2 separate regions of the Rattus norvegicus genome follow, and region 1 is linked to region 2. The links are chromatin contacts, called in public Hi-C maps. All regions are on one chromosome and are shown on one strand. Each heading gives the region's core, a stretch centred on a gene start, on an enhancer-like site or on the middle of the called end of the contact. The rest is flanking DNA. Distances are from core to core; before and after follow the strand shown.

What was found. A called contact is a pair of places that touch in the nucleus more often than the background predicts.
Region 1: a Hi-C map of Schwann cells shows a contact between it and region 2, with 2.4 times the contacts expected there. The contact joins two enhancer-like sites. A contact is called at or near these places in 2 of 12 Hi-C or Micro-C datasets (Schwann cells and psoas muscle).

What each region holds. Positions count from the first base shown.
Region 1 is chr9:82,865,801-82,872,610 of GRCr8, reverse strand. No RefSeq gene overlaps it. Among named protein-coding and RNA genes, the nearest start is that of Tns1, 280 kb to the left of the region's middle. Within about 2 kb of position 2,945, at least 5 of the 93 cell types and tissues checked have an H3K27ac peak or open chromatin away from gene starts, as enhancers often do. A contact at or near this core is called in Schwann cells, where this site is marked.
Region 2 is chr9:82,784,157-82,790,639 of GRCr8, reverse strand. No RefSeq gene overlaps it. Among named protein-coding and RNA genes, the nearest start is that of Pincl, 340 kb to the right of the region's middle. Within about 2 kb of position 3,824, at least 13 of the 93 cell types and tissues checked have an H3K27ac peak or open chromatin away from gene starts, as enhancers often do. A contact at or near this core is called in Schwann cells, where this site is marked.

The DNA.
Region 1 (6,810 bases), core at 1,696-4,195, 83 kb before region 2:
AAGGCTAGCCAGTCAGTGAGCCCCAGAGATCCTCCTGCCTCCACCTCTACTCTCTGGGATTGCCAATATGACCTACCACACCTGGCTTTGTTGTGTATGGAGGTTCTTGGGATCAGTCAGACACAGGTCCCGGTGTTTGCAAGGTAAGCACTTTATTGACTGGGTTATCTCCCCAGGTTCCCTCTGCCGCTGCATTCATACTCACAGATACATCCTAACCAATCAACGCCCAATCTAATAGCAAGACACAGTGAAGACCTTGAACACATTCATCCCCTGGGCCTCTACCTTCTGACAGGATCATAAATTCTTTCCTGAGCATGGGATGAGACCTGAAGACTCTACCCAGAAGCAGACAGAGGAGTCCTATAGGGCAGAGCTATTCTTTGTTGCGTGTTGAGTCCTGCCAAAGCCACTTATGTGGTTGAGAAATAGTCTGGAAGGCAGCATTCCAGGTCTGTGCCACCGGCCACTTGACCTTGTCACCATCCTTGCCGATGAGTTCTAGGCTCTAGGAAGGGAGTTTCAAAGTCTTCTATGGCCCCTCTCCCCAAAGTCTTCTTGTTCATTTCAGCCTCCATGGTGTGGCCCGTGGGAGGGGAACAGCTCGGGTAGGTACAGGGTAGACTGTGGAATAGATGACTTTGATATTCTCGTTGAAAATTTGAATTTTGAAGTTGTTTCTATCCTTTTCTGAGGTTTAGAGTTCTTCCTGTCTTTCTGCCTTCCTCACCCTTACACCCCCCTTCCGCCCCCCGCACTGTTATTAGGGAAAGAAAATTGGACATCGAGCCCATTTTGAGAACATCTCTCAGAATAATTGTGCCATGACACACAGGGAGTGCAAAGAAAAAAACAGGAAGCCAGGCTGTGAGGACTGCTTTGAAACTGGCAGGCTGCAGGCTGCAGCATGGCCATTGGCCAGACAACCTCACTGATGGCAGCCGGCCGTTCCCCACCACACTGCTTCCTGCTGGGCCTGGTTCTGAGGGATGCTGCCATGGTCTGCACTGGCTCCTGTGGTGGGGCCGATGACCTTCCTCTTCAGACCCCAAGCCCAAGTCCAGTGTGCCATGTTGACTCCATGTGGAGTGGATGCTGGAAGCCAGCCCCTGGCTCCTCCCTTGTTCTGGCCATGGGGCAAGCCTCTATGGGAAGCCTGCTTAACCACATTTGTTTGGGAGATTTTCTGGGCAGTTTAGATTTGGGTCAGAAGGTGGCTTTGAGGATTAATCGATTTCAATGTTTTTATGGTGAGTTTGGTGCCCTCCTCAACTCAGTTTTTCCACGTCTCTTAATTTCCAATTACATGTGCTGAGAGATTGGACTCTTGGAGTTCTGGGATAGTCAGAGTGCCCCTCGAGGTGGACAGGGTGTCACTGGAGGATGCTGACACCGGAGGAATTCTTCTGATGTTGCTACTGGGCAGGCACTAAGTAGTGGAAAGGGTAAAGGCCACCTGGGTGCATGACTTTTCCTTCGAGGAGGGAGCTAGCTTGGATGACCCCCCCCCCAGGAGCCATGCTGAGACTTAGAGGCAAAGAGACTTACTTTCCTATTTAAAGGGCCCTCCTCACACAGGAGGGACAAGACTCTTCTGTATCTAGCACAGCCGTAGGGGGCTTAGATGGGATGTATCCCTTTCCTCCTTTTTCGTAGGTAGGTAAACACCCATTAATTTACTGACAAAAGCAATAGTCATGGATTTAGTCTGTGATTCTGAGAGCTGGTAATTTGGATGGGGCTCAGCTGGGTGGGTCTACAGCCCTGGGCTGGGGTTTGTTCCCTAGCTCTCAGCAATCAGTCACCAGGTGGTCTGCACTTATTTGCTCACAGGTGGCAGAAGCTAAGAGGAACCAGTTTTCCTTGTTTATCCATCTTCTTAAGAGGAGATGGGGTTTGATCTGGGGAGAATGAGAAGCCCCTCCGAGCTCAGGCGCGTTAATGGCATGGCATCACATTTAACCTGAGTAAGTTGTAACATAAGCTCCAAATGTCTAGACTGCACATAAAGGGCACGGATACCAAGAAGAGTGGAGAAGGCTGGCCCCCTTTACAGTTTGGTGCTGGGGGTAGATTTTTGAGCTGATGTCCAAAGAGCTTTCTAAGGAGTTGAGCTGTTTCGCACAGGTGCAGACGGATTTGCCAACCTCTGGTCTGCTCTGGCTGAGGATCCGCTTCTCAGTGAATGAAATGCTTGGCCTCCTAAGGCCTTTTCTGGTCCCCGGTGTTTATTTAACTAGAGATTTATTCTCAACAATCTATGGTTGACAATCGTCATAGTCACGGACTATGGAGAGAACTGGAGTAATGTCCCCAATTCGTCACTGTACCATCACCCTGCCTTTGTCATACCCCATCAAGACTCCCCCAGATTCTCCTTCATCTACCATCGCTCCCTGCTGCAGAGGGCCTTGCTCACACCGACCAATCACAGCAGATTTGGTTAGGTGTAGGGAACAGAAGAGAGAGGACGGGCACCCTTAAAGGCAGCATTTTCAGGACGTTGTTTTTATCTTACAGGCTTTAAAGAAGAATGCGCTGGAGAAGAAAAAGGAAATAGCCTGTGCACAATTTTCAGAGCAACGCAGGGCGAGGCAGAGAGTAGAAAGTGGGAGATGCCAACAAGCCAAGCCCAAGTGGGTTTTCTGGGATGGAGATATAAACTTGAGCTATGAAGCTGGAGACAGGCAGGAAGTGGGCTTGGCCGGCACGAGGAGGCGCATGCGTCGTCTGGCAAACCATCCCTTTCCAGGCTTGTCTTCTCAGTTCCCTTTGGTTTCCAGCCCCTCCTGACCCTGGGGACAATGCTGCTCTGTGTTGAGACTTTTGTGATGGCTGAGAGAGAGGAAGAGAGAGAGAAAGATGGTCAGGGTGGCGGTGTGTGAATCACTCTTGTCACGTAGTCCTGTCAGCTGCAGTGGCTCCTGAGTCTGCACAGGGGTTCGGGAAACTATGGCCCAAGTTGAGCCCATGCCTGGAAGCTGGTCAGCCAGCTGCAGGGTGTGCTGCTCTGAACTACCCAGTGTGCAAAGGGCAGGACATGGGAGCATGGGGGAAGGTTTGTTACCATGGGGACAGGGTGAAAACACTCAAGCTGCAGGGATGGGTTCTGGCCTTTGCTATCTCTTTCCTAGGTTGCTATGGAGCTGATGCTCAATGCTTCTGGAAGTTCGAGGGCCTTGGGTTCATCCCAGAGATGAGGACCCTTTCTTGTCCCTTAGCTCAAGCAGGATGTGTCTTCCTTAGCCTGGGGGCTGTCCTCAGCGACTGGAAAGGAAAATGTCCCCAAGTTTAGATATGACATCTTATTCTAGTGCAAAGAAGGCAGAGTAAGTCATGCAGGATATTGAGTGCTCTGGGTTCTAAGCACTGGCTTTGGAATAGGAAACTAGAGGTTCAAAGGCTGGCACATTGCAAAGACATAGAGTCAGGAGGGGATGTCCTTGGTGCCAGGCACTGAGGGAAGTCTGTGTTGCTTGAAGACAGCATGGGTTTCTGAGGATGGAAGCAGCCCTCCATAACTCCCCGTATCTCTGTTTCACCTTAGAAAAGGAGGTAAGAAATCCTGTGATCCACACAGGGTCTCAGTGTGATTCATCCAGCCTCTATGCCTTCTCTCATCTGACCAGCAGAGGGCAGTGTGGTACTGTCGGTGGAACTGACTCAGTAAGGTTTCTTTCCACTCCAGTACTTGCCTCCTAATCTTTTAAAACCGAAGCTGCTTACACACAACCTTGTCTGTCAGAATGGCATGGATTAGACTGGCACTCTGAGCCCCTTTTCTGACAGAATGCCGCCCCCCCCCCCCCGCGCGCTTATTCAGAGACCATCTGAACTCTCACCTCCGTTCCTTGGGCCCAGCAGGTGACTCAGAGCCTCAGGGATAAGGTCCATGGGAGGGCAGGCACGGTGGGCGAGCGTAAATGGTTTTCAAGATCCATTCTTAGCTGCTTCTTGAGCCAGTTTTGAGAGTGGGTGGACTGCTCCAGCCTATTAAGGAACGTGAGATGCTCCCTTCCTCTACCCCCCCCCCCCGCACCCCCTATGTCTGACTTTCGCCCCCCGGGGGTTGATGGGAGGACTCTACTGGATCCCTGTGGGATTCCCGGACTACCCATACAACCCCGGCAAGTCTCTTCTCTCCAGAAAGCACTTTCTCCATTGGAAAAGTGAGAGCGTTGGGGTCTTATGGCCTGAAAAGGCTTGGAATGGTCACCTTTCCTATTTCTACGTTGGGACTCTGTTTCCTTCCGATTGCAGGTTAGCTGATTGAAGAATAAAGACTGGACGGGTGAAGGGTACTCACTCTAGGATTGTAACTAGGAATATAAGCTACTGTCTGCCTCGCCATTGCTCATCTCTGACGATTAGGTACAACTTTATCCCCATCTAAGCTCAGGGCAGCTCGATCGAACCACACTTCTCATGTGATAAGCAGTGGGGGAGCAGCACCCTGGGGGAGCAGCACCCGGATGCTCCACGTGTGAGCTCCACAGGGCTCCAAACTCTGCCTGCCATCTGCTAAATGCTGGGGGCACAGCTCGTGCGTGCCCTGTTCTTTTAAAGACGGGAGGAGTCTGTCTTCCACAGAGATGCAGGAATGTCACGTCTTTTTAAAGCAGAGGCCATGGGAGAGGCATACCCAGGGATCACAGGAGAGGAGAGAGGCAAGGTAAAGAGAGCTTGAAGACCAGGGTGGCCTAGAACATCTGTAGTCACCTTTTTCTTCCCTCCCTTCCTCCCCCTCCCTCCCCTCTCCCTCCCTCCCCCTTTCCTTCTTTCCTTCCTTCCTCTCTCCCTCCCTTCCTTCCTTCCTTCCTTCCTTTTCTGAGCACTATGTATACACTAGACAGGAGGTACCTACAACCAGGTGAAATGATAAAAATTCCTATCTTACAGATGGAAAAACTGAGGGCTGGAAAAACTGAGTCTAAGACCACACCGCTCAGTAGAACAGGGGTTGTGCACACCCACCTCACTGTTCCAGCATGAATCTCTCTCTCTGGGATGGATACTTCCTATCCTCTGTTCAGAAAGAAGACCCTGCCTTCTTAAGATTAGGAATGTGTAAGAAGCTGAGGTGGAACTTTTGCTCTCTAGACTTTCCCAGAAAGCAGGAGCAGCATGTCCCTCTGCTGCTCGTCCATCCATCTATCCTAGCATCCTCCGGGCAGAAAGCTGGCTGTGCCTGCAGGCCCATATCCTTACTTGTCTGCCAGATGCCCCACAGGGCTGCTGGTGTCTCTGGAAGTCGAGGGAGCTGACACCTGGCAGAGACTTGTTCAAGACCCCACAGCTGTTTTGTGACTAGCCTGGGAGAAGAGCCCAGGTCTCTTTCTGGTTACAGTGTCCTATTCACCAGGACAAGGCCCTGGGAACAGACCAGCCTTGGCTTGAACAGTGGGAGCCTTCCCAGCTAGAGAGGTCTCAGCTTTCTGGAACCCCAGGGAGCTCCTTGCAAATCTGTGTGCAGGAACCCAGCCCCACCCTCTGCCCGGAACAGTGAAGGGTATCCACACCCATGATTTCGGTCCCAAAGCAGGTTGAGATGAGAGAGCTTATAGGATTTATCTTGCACTTAATGTCTAGTGTCAGGGATGGGGCTTTCCCACTGAAACCACAGCATGGCCTGGGTCAAGACTGACGGCAGCTGGAGAGCAAGCGCTGTACTGTGAAGCCAGCTGCCCAGCACTCCATGCTGCATCCTGCTGTCCCTAGGGCCAGCTGGAGACAGGGGGAGTCCATGGCAGGGAGCCCTGGGGAGGGCTCAGTGGCATTTGCATGGGCTTTCATATTTTGTGGTTTCTGAGAAACCATTTTACTCAATCTGATGGTGGGAGGGAGGCTCTTCTGAGGCAGGGGCTCAGACACAGTAGTTTTGGATGTTCTTTTTCTACTTAAGTTATTCCTTTTTCTCTTATAGTTTACTCTTCTGTTTAAAAAACGGTTACATGCCAGTAATAAAAAAAAGTCAGCAAGTTACATTGACAAGAAGGTACCTCCTGAGGTCATGTCTAACTCTTCCTGCTCTATACTTTCCTTGTTTCTCTTTTTCTTTTCTTTAAAAAAAAATTTGTTATTGTGTGTGTGACTGTCTGGTGTGTGTGTGTGTGTGTGTGTGTGTGTGTGTGTGTGTGTGTGTGTGATGAGTGTGGATGTCAGAATTTAGTTTTGTAGAATCAATTCTCTTCTTCTACCTTCGCATAGGTTCCGGAGGAGACCAAGCTTGCTTGGCACGGGCATGTCCAGATGAGCCATCTTGCCAGCCCGAATTTCTGTTTTGTTAACCCCACAGACTAACTCCACAGTTGTCAGTTAGTCCTCTCATTAGAGGCTGTATCTGCTAGCAGTGATGTCTAACCTTTTGACTTTGTGATATCCTGTGGCCACCTATAAATGTACTTGAGCTATACTCATAGCTGTTCTGGACAGATGTAGCCATAGGGCTGTAGATGGGCCATGCCTACAGAGCTCAGGGTTATCAACAGATCGCAGATAGAATCTCCATTTCAGCCACTGGTGTTAACTTGGACAAACTACTCAAATCCTTCTAAAGCTTCACTGTAAAATGGGGATAATTATATCTTAACTTCTTAAGTGTTATAGAGACCCGATGAGGACCTCTAAGTTCTAAGGAGAGTAGAGGGTCTCAGTATCTTCTAGGATTCTAGGATGTTCCTTGTTAAGTGAAGAAGATAATCCACTGTGTGTGAAGCAGATGAGAGCTCTGAGCTTGACTCTAGTCACAGAGTTACTGTATTTCTCCACAGTGATGTGGCTCTGAACCACCTGTGACTTTTGGCTCAC
Region 2 (6,483 bases), core at 2,575-5,074:
ACTGTATAAGCCACATAAAACTGTCGGAGGCAGCAGAATGTGCACAGATGTTAAAACAAGCGCAAGTAATTAGGAGATGAAAGTAAGTTAAGATTCCTCCATGATGAAATGGGAAAAGAGTTTCCTCTTCCCACCACCCCCAGGGCTGTTGAAGTAGCTAAGTAAAATATCAAAGACACATAGCTTTTCCATTTTGCTTTTTCAAAATGGTAGGCATGGGAAATTTTGATTAAATATTCACTGGCGTAATTTTCTGCCCATCTTCTGCTCCTCTGAGTTTTAACCTTTGTAACCAGGTCTGGAATCATCCTAGGCCTGTGACAGTGAAGACAAAGAAGGCAAGACCATGCAAACCTGTGACCTCAGCACTCAGGCGAATCTCTGAGAATTCAAGGCCAGTCTGGTCTACCAAGTGAGTTTCAGGCCAGCCAGAGTTATCTAGTAAGACTCAGACTCAAAACAAACAATCAAACAAACCAACAAACCAACCCTCCTGTACAAAGGTAGATGTACCCACTTTAGTTAATGCAGTTAAGTTTCTCTGCAGGGACACCCAGAGGTCCATTTCCCATGTGATTGTGGTCGCCACGGTTAATAACCATCACAGTGTGTTATATTTCTTTTCAAGTTCAACATCTTTCCTCCTATCCTTAGCAGAGTTATCCAGAAAGCAGAGTTCAACACAAAAGACTTGTATGTTGTGCTAGTGAGAGTTCTCCAGAGGTGTAGTGTGTGTGTGTGTGTGTGTGTGTGTGTGTGTGTGTGTGTGTGTGTGTGTAGCTATATAAAGGTTGCTGAGAAATCAAAATGCAGAATTGTAGATCTCAGTCACAGTGGATCTATCTACGAAATAACCTTGCACCTAAGGCTCAGGAGACACTGCAGAAGAAGGGGAGGGGGGTGTGAGAGCCAGAGGATCAGGGAGTTTGCTGTGAGATCATGTCTCCTGGAGACATCAGAAACTACACTTAAAATATTTCACCAACATGACTACCTAAACAGGAGCTGAACCTGGCAAAGCGAATGAAAGAGACTTCAATCTTAGGAAAAGAACTGTAAGAAACCGAGGGAAGCTGGGAGCAGGAGAGGTGGTCCCTCCCACCTAGGGAGGAGCACACCAGTTAGGTTTTCAGTGCCAAACCGCCATCCCTGAAAACATACATACAAATAACATTATAGAGACTAAGCAGGTTCTATTTAGGAATATGTATGTATATTCATATTCATATATGCATGCAATAGCAATTAGTGAAAGGAGAAGCCATGAATTTAAAGGAGAGCAGGGAAGGATATATGGAAGAGTTTGAGGGAGTAAAAGAAAGGGGAAATATAATTATATTTATTATACTCTTTCTTTTAAAAAGGCTGGTGAGGGCTGGGGAGCTAATGTTGTACTCTTAAGTCTGAATGTAGCTTGCTTCAGAATCCCGTTTGTTGGTGAATGGAAGGCAAATCTTTTCACTTAGTTGGCCTTTCTACTGACTCAGTGGGACCCACCAATATGATAAGAGCAGTATGTGCTACTCAGTGTCTACTCATGTGTTCTCTAAAAACACCCCCACAGAATACACTCAGAATAGTATTTGAACATACATCTGGACACCAAGGCTATCAAACTGACACAAAAAATCAACCATCATGTGTGTGAATGGCTTATTTGGGAAAATGATCCTAAGGAGGACCTTAGAAAAAGGAGCAGAAAACTAGGAAGGTGGAGGTCCCCAACAAAGAGTACTGCAAAATGGCCATGAGTAAGTGCGTGGGTTTGTGGTCTACAGAGTCCGGGAATCTTTCACCAGGTGGGTGTTCATAATCTGGGTTGTGTACCTGACAATCTAGTACACTGGTTCTCAAACTTCTTAATGTTGAGACCTTTCAGTTCCTCAGGCTGTGGTGACCCCAACCTTATGATTATTCCATTGCTACGTCATAATTTTGAATTATAATGTAAATATCTGCTATGTAAGATATCTGATATGCAATCCCCGGTTGAGAGCCACTGATCTACTAGATCCTTTAGGCACACAAATCATCCTAACCAGAGAAGCCCTGGGCAAGGATGGGGCTAGCGGATAATATTCAGGCAGAAAGTTAAACCAGAGAGCTTCTGTTCCAAGCTAGTGGGAGCCACACAGAACTGGCAGGCGGAACCTTGACAGATGTGAGAAATAGTACGAAAAGACCAGAAAAAGTACTTGAGAGTCATCAGACATCTCCTCAGCAGCTTTCTTTCTTTAAAATTCCTGCTTAGGGAACTGGAATGACATCCCTCCAGCCCCTAAGCTTTAAGTCACCTTAGAGACCCTACTTTCCTCCTGAATCATATCCAAGTAAGGCCAGTTGATTTCCTTTTTTTCTTTCCTTAATATGCCATATGCAGAAATATCTCCCGTATCGCTACAACCTCTCACCCAACCCTCACAAACTCTTCCTTGGGTTTTAACACTTGTTTTTGGACTGGTCTCTATGCCTCTAGCTTTGGGTGCTTCTTAGAACAACCTGCCTATAGTGTACATCTGACTATGAGATGAGCCTTGCTTAAAATCCACCAATAGCACTGAAGCCAGAAGAGTGCATTCTTCTAGCTCCTTCCGCCAGCACACTGCCCCGTTATCTTCTGCAACATCCCTTCTGGGATGCTCTGTTCCTCTTGGGAAAGGTCCTTGGGGACCACCCAAGGCAGTATGCTCTTTCAATCTTTGATGCCTTTGGTCATTCTATGCTCTCTGCTTGGAATGTCTTCCCTTTTCTCCTTTTCCATCCCCAGTCTAACGTCACCTGGTTGAGCATCTACTCTTTTAAGACTGTGTTCGTGGGTCACTGTTTCCTCTGATGCTCTCTTGAGCCTTCCAGATGTCTTTATTAACCTTCCTGCATCTTTATGTCTGTGTCATAGCAAACGTCACTCACAGTCAACTTGCCTTCTTCAAGCTGATCCTCCACAGCAAGATGTCTATCCTGGCCAAGTCTTTGTCATGGCTCAGCCTGACACAAAACAGGTGCTCAAGAAAAGGGTTGCAGAGAAGGTTGAAAGGGCCTGTGGAGGACCCCCTACCTTAAACCCTGATGCAGGAAGCTAGGAAAGGATCATATTTCATTACATCTGGATTGTGTTAAGGACACATCTGGCTCAATGAACTATTTTGGGCAGGGGTCCAGGTCCTGCTCTGAATCCCCCTTCCACTTGCAGGCCGGAGCTTCTGTCTCAGGCAGAAGTTGAGTTCTTGAGGTCTAGCCAGGGAGGTTAAGTGCAAGCCTGTCTCCTACCTCTAGGTTCTGAGAATTTGTTCCCTAATCTCTGCTTACAGAGCTGGAGTCTGTGTGAAAGGGGCCTTTGTTTGATATGGGAATGGCTTGGGGATAATCTCTCCTTGGATGAATTTTAATTCACTTTAATGACTCTGCCTCCTGTCATGCTTTTCTCCTGGGGAGGGGGGAGTTGTTGAAGAGATTAGAAAGCGTAAATCTGAGTCCTGAATCTAACCTTCTTCTGAGGGTGCTGCTACAAGGAAAAAAAGGAGTTTTTTGAAAAACCTATTAGGAGGCTGGGGATGGGGTGGACAGAGGGTCGAGCAGGAAAATGCCATTCCTAATTGTGTCCACACACTGCCAAGCTGCCTATATTTACCTGGTACCAAGCCCACTCACCAGCCTGCTGCAGCCCCCTTTCTCCCGTGGGAGCCAGCCAAAACAGACAACATAGAATGATGTCATCCCCAGGACACTGTCCTTTCTTTTCTCTCTCTCTCTCTGTCCCTCCTTCTCTTCTAGCTTTGTATAAACACAGCTGTTTGTGAGGAATGCTGGCTTGGGAAAACATAAACCGTCTGCATTAATGACCTTTCTTCTCTGCCTTCCACTGAATGTGGGAGACTGGAATGCTCAGGCTCTGCAGGCCCATTGTCCTTGTCTGCAAGGCCAGGCTGTTCAGCTTTCTGCCCAGGTCTGAGGTTTCCAGATACGGTGACTGTGCAAAGCATCTTGGACCAGACGAGCTTTACTTACATTCTAGCTGCAGGTGACCCCTCAGGCCATCTGCGGAAGATTCCAAGGGACACAAAGGTAGAAGGTGAGATGCGGGGTAGAGGTGAAGGGGTAAAGAGTCCTCAGTGTATGGGGATATTATTCCCTGAATGGCTGGTTTTGTCCACATTGCCACCAGCTTCTGGGAGAGGGAATGGAGGGTTTTGGGCATCCCTCCGTGTCAACTGCTGAAGGAGGTTAAGGTCACCTTCCACTCCCTTGCCAAAATAATGCATATATAGTCACCATTTGAGACCAAAATGTCTTCATCCTCTTGAGAAGATGAACCGTGGGCAGCAAACAGGAAGAAGGAAGCTAAGCCGGTGTTATTTGGTTTCTTTAGGAATTCAGTGATTGTGGCCCACAGCAGTTCATTGGTGGTGACTTTTCCATCTCTAGATAGTGACCTCTCTGGGTTTGGAGGTAAGGATAGTTTTGATATGTTCTACAAGACAGTGTTTGCACAGAGCATGTGCTTGCTTCTTGGCCCCTTACCCCCTTCTGGATCTACTGATATTCTGTTGGCACATGCTCTCTTGCATGGTTTGTGGTTTCTGTGAAGAAATAACAAGGACTCTCCAGGTCTCCCTTGCTGAGCCTGCCCTGGGGACCCTGAACAACTGTCATGGTGGGATGACTGGGACTCTTGTGTGTTAAGAATGCTTCAGGGTGGGCTGGAAAGATGGTTCAGTGGTTAAGAGCACTGTCTGTTCTTCCAGAGGTCCTGAGTTCAATACCCAGCAACCACATGGTGGCTCATAACCATCTGTAATGGGATCCGATGCCCTGGTGTGTCTGAAAACAGCTATAATGTATAGATATAAATAGAATAAATAAATCTTAAAAGAAGAATACTTCAGAGTGTGGGTCCTCAGAGACCAAAGACAAACCTTCCTCCATTTCTCGGAGTAGAAATCACAAGGCATGAAAATGGTAATGGTTATCTCTGTTGACTTTTCAAGGACCATATGCAGGTCTGTGTGCTTCTGCCTCCTGGCTACCTGCTGTGTGCTGGGCTGCGTAGGAGGGGCTTCGCATTCATTCCGATTTTAGTCTCACAACATCCAACTCTTATCAAATCATTATTTTACAAATGATGAAAACCCAAGACAAAGGTAGCTTAAGGCTAGTTATCGGCTAACTTAGTGAAGAGCCAAGAATCATACCAGCTCAAATGTAAATGTCCATGTGGGGAGTTCAGGAGATAAATAGGAAGGGGTGAGTAGAGTAGGACAAAATTTAGACTCACAGAAGCAGCAGCCACAGAGGTGAGTTCCTTTGAGAGAGGAAAGTAACATCTTTTCCTTCTCCAGCAGTTCCCTTAAAGCTGAAACCCAACAATGTATAGTCAAATCAAGTTGGCACCCTGCTTTTACTGTTTATAAATGCAGATTTTCTTTTAAGGAAAGGAAGTCTTTGATCCACTAAAATGCTCCATAGGAGAAACCCCTCATTTTCTTTAAAAATACTTTACTGGTGATTGTGTTCTGTGTAAAGTAATACTTAACAGAAAGTAGCTTGTATTGGAATAAGTGTCTGGGAGGTAAATCTCTTAAGAGAGCTGAGAAGTGTTAATCTTTGACATTTACAAAATGCATTTTAAGAAGTTCCCCGGATTGATAAAAATCTGCTAGGAGAACAGGTTTTCTCTGTCTTTAAGCAGTAGAAAATTTCACCCTTTTGATCTGAAAAAAAAAAAAAAGAAGGTAGAGGTGGGTATTAACTTTCCGAGATAGAACTGCCTAATTGGTATCTTTTGGGATTCTACTTCAAAGAAAGGAGAAGAAGGAATTTGAAAAATATTGTTGGTCTGGAACTTCAAATATTATAAGATGAGATGATATTTGTAAAGGCACTTGGGGAAAATGGTGGAGTTGAATGAATAGAGGCCATTATTATTCCTTCCAGGGATTATAGGACAGCAAAGGAGAGTGAGAGCCATTATCTTCTGAGGCAGCATCCCCTACATTTTCTGCAGAGGTCTGCGCATAGGGATGCTCACCGATGCTATTTAAATATATTGTGCTAAACGAAGTTTAACACTTTTATTGTTTTTTTATGAAAGGGGTTATGAAATATTTTATTTGTGCGTAAAAGTTCTCTCAAAGAGTACCTGTAGAGTATAAGGGATTTCCAATCTTATTTGGTTACTACAGAGTCTTTTTCATGGAGAGTAGAGAGATAGTATGGCATCCCCTGTGGCCAATATTCCCAGAAATGCAATTTGAGGAACATGCCCCTAACTCATAGTCATATTGGCTATAAAAGCCTTTGTTATTGTGATGTTTGGAACCCCTCTTGAAAGCAGACACTAGATTTTTAAGGAGAAGGGGGCAGAAGATATTGAATTACAGACAAATATTTAAATGAATTCTAATGAGTAGGTATGGAAACTTGAATGAAAAAGTTTACTATTGTTTGGATGTGGCTTGAGTTTGTCCCCTAAAGGATTATGTATTG